Regions from separate parts of the Gossypium hirsutum genome. Here region 2 is linked to region 1. Evidence: chromatin contacts called from public Hi-C data. All regions are on one chromosome and are shown on one strand. Each heading gives the region's core, a stretch centred on a gene start, on an enhancer-like site or on the middle of the called end of the contact. The rest is flanking DNA. Distances are from core to core; before and after follow the strand shown. Region 1 holds the start of LOC121212611 (probable 2-oxoglutarate-dependent dioxygenase AOP1). Region 2 has its middle 3.1 kb from the start of LOC107943461.

Evidence for each region. Hi-C and Micro-C count contacts between places; a contact is called where the count stands out from the background.
Region 2: a Hi-C map of leaf shows a contact between it and region 1, with 4 times the contacts expected there. The contact joins the enhancer-like site here to the promoter of LOC121212611 in region 1. A contact is called at or near these places in 4 of 34 Hi-C or Micro-C datasets (callus and leaf).

The regions. Positions count from the first base shown.
Region 1 is chrA13:108,510,158-108,512,857 of Gossypium_hirsutum_v2.1, reverse strand. LOC121212611 (probable 2-oxoglutarate-dependent dioxygenase AOP1) reads left to right here and starts at 1,422. Exons shown (of 3, transcript XM_041085719.1): 1 at 1,422-2,110; 2 at 2,229-2,547. The coding sequence starts at 1,731.
Region 2 is chrA13:108,691,836-108,694,535 of Gossypium_hirsutum_v2.1, reverse strand. No RefSeq gene overlaps it. Among protein-coding and RNA genes, the nearest start is that of LOC107943461, 3.1 kb to the right of the region's middle. Within about 2 kb of position 1,320, at least 3 of the 9 cell types and tissues checked have an H3K27ac peak or open chromatin away from gene starts, as enhancers often do. A contact at or near this core is called in leaf, where this site is marked.

The DNA of each region.
Region 1 (2,700 bases), core at 173-2,672:
CTGACTTATATATATATTTATAATTTTCTAATGAGTTTTGACTATTTTTATGAAAAAAATTAGATTAAAGTATGAACTACCGCGTGTTACTATTTGATTGATTCATCAATTTATTGTAACACTCAACGTAGTTAATAACAAAAACTGTTGACGGCGAACTTAATTGATTATTTTAATTAATAGAAGGAGCTTAATTAAGTACAGATTTAATACACAAGCTTAACTGATTTTTTTTTTTTTGCAATTTCTTAAAGACTTTTTAAACATACAACCCTTAAAATTATTTCCACAGAAATTTAAAATATGTCGTTTTGTTGGAAATAATTAAAATGATTTCCACGCAAAATTAGTTTGTTTTCACACTGGTACAAGGATAAAAATGTGTATTTCTTTTAAATGTATATAGAAATTCATTTGTTTTTAGTTGAATAAAATTTTCCACATGCCAAAATGGAATTTACTACCACGTAAATATCAACATTTCACATTATACATCAAACCAAAACTAGATTCATCGTCTTGAATCTATAAATTTGAACCCTCGTGTTTTTCCTTTTAAATGCAAATATTTATTTTCTTCTATAAATGAAGGAGCTGAGCAGTCAACATCTACATTATCATTACCCAAAGCAAATTCTACACATGAGACAAAAATAATCTCGTTATAGGTTTGGTCATATCTATTTTTTATAACATAATTTTTAAAACTATTCATAGTCTCTCCTTAAACCATAAACAAACCCATATTCTCTTGCATTGACAGTAATACACATATTAATCAAACTAAAATTCAATCGACAAGTTTTAGAAAAATTAAATTACGACAACTTATAAATTTAAAATCAATATCATTATATTATACATTTAATTAAATATTAAATAGAGTTTTAAATTTTCTTAAAAAAAGTAGAGTTTTAAATTTATTCTCTATTTCAAATAAGTAAATAAAATAAAATAAAAGTTGGAATCACAATTTCATGCTACATTATTTTGAGAAATTGGATTCAATCAATATATTAAATTAGACATAAATTAGAGTAAAGGTTGAATATAAGGAATTGGATCGAAAGATTGGTAAATTGATTAAAACTGTTTTTTTTTATATATTTTTAATTTTTATAATTTATTTAATAGAATATGATAAATCAATCCAACTAATTAAATAAAAACTTAATGGTTTGGTTGACTCAGCCACGAATAAGATTTTGAAAACTATGGTGCCTGCCTTGCAGAGCATGGCATTGCAGGGCGAGAATTTGATATAAAAAATGGACAGCGGATAGAGTAGACGTCCATCAGGTGGTTCTTTCGTCATTTTAAGTATGAAACTGTTTTCTTCTAGCTGGCTTTGTTTACTTTGACTATATGTAGTTTTCTTGAGTAGACAAAAAAAGAATGGACTTATTTCTTTATTTTTCGCACTGTGGAAATATGAAAATTAGATGTGAAAAGATAAATAAAACTCGAGTATTATTTCCTTTTATTTCCATTTTTTTAATCCATGAAGCTTGAATTCAATCTCCTTTTTTATATGTATTAAGCAGCGTATAAAGTTTGCTTTGACCAGAGCCACCTCCTTCGTTTTGCTTGGATATTTCGCTTTGCCCGCTACCATTGGGAAAAAACTATAAATAGACGTAAACCCCAACCCAAAGAGAAACCAAGTTAGTTTACAAGCTGATTTAGTTTAAGAAAACATTTCCTTAGAGCATAAAAGAAAATTTACGAACATGCCGGGTGTCAATCCTGAAATTGAGTTCCCAGCCATTGAGTTCCGTTCATCGGATTTGAAGCGAGGAACCGAAGGGTGGAACCGTTTGTGCAAGAGGGTTCAACGGGCTTGTGAGACTTTCGGTTGTTTCGAGGTGGTATACGAAAAGGTATCCACGAAACTTCGAGAGGATGCGTTTGGGTTGATGAAAGAAATGGTTGAGCTCCCAGTGGAGACGAAGCAGAAGAATAATAGTCCCATGCCTTACCATGGTTGGGTTGGACCTTGCAAGCAGGTTTCTGTGTTGTATGAAGGCTTTGGAGTTGGAGATGCCTCCAACTATGACTCTGTTAAAAGTTTTGCTCAACTTATGTGGCCTAATGGTCACCCACACTTTTCGTAAGAAAAATCCTTTTACCTTTCTAATTCTGTGGGTTGGGTTGTTCTCGAATCATTTCTGGTTCGAGTTGAGTGAGTTTGAATTATTGACTTTTTTATTTTGATATTTTATTTTCAGTGACACTATTCATACCCTAGCGACGCAAATGGAGGATTTGAACAAGTTAATTTGGTTAATGTTAATTGATAGTTATGGATTAGGGGATGACTCATTGAAGATGAACTACACAACGTTAGTGCGGATGATGAAATATATGGCCCCTCCGCCAGGGGAGTATGAGAGAGGACTCTTTGCTCATACTGATAAACCAGTAAGCACACTCATTTGTGAGGATCAAATTTCAGGGCTGGAAATTGAGGTCAATGATGGTCAATGGATCAAGCTGACTAATTTATCTCCTTCTTCCTTTGTATTTGTGGTTGGAGATCCTCTCAAGGTATATATATACGATTAATATTTGTTATTTATTTTTTTTAAAATTTAACATAAATAATGTATGTGAATAAAACATAAGAGTTAGAATTAAGTTAAATGAATTTTTGCCTTTTTCTTTTGTTGGGTGGGGGTGGGGGAGGCCTTGTCCCATGGT
Region 2 (2,700 bases), core at 71-2,570, 180 kb before region 1:
CAATATACACACAATAAAAGAGAATTTAAATAATATATAAAATAAGAAAGGATAGTAAAAATACATAATAAGATATAATCTTAGGAAAAAATGTAACGCCCTAATTTTCGGGAATTCTGAGAATGTTGGCATAGGTTTAATTATGTTAGTGGGCCTCTAGAAGGCCCAAGCTTAAGATAGAACCCGGCAATTTTAGTTAATTTTTGTTCCATAAGAAAAAGGGGGTGAAATTATGAAATAGGACCTATGTGAAAATGTTTGAAAATGCTATAGGCTAAATTGAAGTGGCCAAATAAATAGGAGTGCAAAATAGGAGGATTTGCATGACAAACCTCCCATTTTACATGAAGTGGCCAACCATCATGTTATTGTAGACAAAATGTGCACTTGATATCCATAATTTATGGTACAAATTGATACAAATTGATAATGGGTTAGGTAAATGTTTCATGATAATGGGTTAGGTAAATGTTCCATGATAATGTGTTAGGTAAATGTTCCATGATGGGCATTTCATGTCTTTTGTATTAAAGAATTAAATGGATGAAATATGAAATTTTATTAAAAGAAAAAGTGGTGAAAAGAACAAAGTTTTGTCCATCTTTGTCTATCTTGTAGCTTAAATCTGCTCCATTGCCGATACATGGAGATAAGATTCGCCATCTTTGGTCTGCTCCACTGCAAATTCAGGGAGATAAGACCTGTCACTTCAACCTGTTCCACTGTAACTTTAGGGAGATAAGGTTTGTAATCTTCGATCTATTCCGCTGCAACTTCAGGGAGATAAGATCTAACTTCACCGATGTTACTACACCGTCCTCTGAGACATGTCCTGTAATTCAAAAAAAAGGAATTTAAAATGATATTATAAGAAATGTTATACAAAATGTTAAAATGATATGATATAAAAAGGAATTTAAAAAATAATAATTTTAAAAAATAAAAAAACAAAGTAAACTTATCAAGGTAATTCAAAATGTATAAAAAAAAAGATAAATGCTAAAATGAATTTTAAAAAATAATGAAATATACAAATTGAAATAAAACTTAATTGAAATAAAATCAAATTAGAAGGGATAATTAATAAATAAAATAGATCATTAAAACAAATATAAGGATCAAAACGCAATGCGCGTGAATGTGTGAGGATTGAAAATGTAAATGATCCAAATATCAAAATGCAACGTTTAAGCGCGGATCCAGTTGAATTGGCGCACAAATTCTGGGGAAAAATTAAAAAACAAAGAAATCTGAAGCAGGCCTGATCGCACGCTAATGAGAAAGGAAGGGACCAATCACGAAAATTAACCATTTAAGTTAAAGAGGCACGGATCCGGGCCATGAAACGGGTCAACGCGAGGATCCTCTTGCTCCAAATGGCACCGTTTCATATTCTGTACAAAATCAAGCCTAAAAACCCTTAAATCAAACATTTTCCCATTTTAATAAAATCAGAATGCAGAGAAAAAAACTAAAACCTCTCCCTATTCATTCGGCCGAACCAAAATTCTCACTCAACCACCACTTTTCCTCTGTAATCAGCGGATGGCGTCGAACGAAGGCCTAATCGACTCTGTTCGACTATGAATTTGAGAGTTTTGCCATTCTTAAACCTCACAATCCTTATTTGAGCTTTGATTTTTTCAAAGCAAACGAGGATTCAAAGGCCTTTATCAAGATAAGTATCCTCCTCTCTTTTATTTTTGTTTTTTTTACTCATATAATAACAAAAATCAAAGGGATAAAAGTAAAATGAAAAGAAAAATGAAATTTCCAATTACCTCCTAAAAACTGTTTTTTATTTAAACTTTTGGTATCGATTTTCGTATCTATATCCCTTTTTACAGTAAGCATATTTAGCCTTTTATAACCGAATAAGAAGAAATAAAATAAATAGAAAATAGAAAATAATTTCCTCTAGATGTTTCTGCTATATTTTGCTCTCCTTTGGCTGTGATTATTAGTGCTGTTATTCTATTTTTGTAGGTAAGGAGCCAGTTGGAGGTGATGACGCACGTGGGATGAGGTGTGAAGGACACGCACGTGGGGCTGGCACGGAGGTAGCAGCGGTGCTGGAAGCTGCTGGAAACCAGTTGTTCGACGTAAAATTTTTTTGGTTTGGGTCGCTGGTTGAGGCGATTATTTGAAAACTGATTTTCGATTTTATTAAAAAAGGGAGTCGCCACCGATCTTTTTTCTAGGTGTGATCGGACACCTAATAAATCATCTTTTTTAAAATAAAATTTATTCTCGAACAAAAATGAAGGCCAAATTTGGGTCTACGTGAAAATCAGAGTAAAGTAGGGTTCGGGAGTCGGTTACGCGCGAGGAAGGTATTAGCACCCCCGCGACGCCCAAAATTGGTATCTTGTAAAACACGCGTTGTCTTAATTCTCAAAAATACGAATTCACTTTAACATTTAATCGTGATCTAATTGAAAAATGAGAATTTTTTAGTTTTCGGTTTTTTTAGAAGGGTGTTCCGTTTTTAACACGAGCCGATGAATTTCACCCAACATAGAGATGAAATCAATGACTTAATGTTAAATCGACACGTTGCCTTATTTATTGGAATTAATTTAAAGACATGAATGAAAATATTTCTAGATAAAACAAATAAAAGTAAAAGAAAACTAAAATCGACGTTGCACTATGGTATGAACTACTATGATAAATTCGGGACAGACAAATAATAATAAA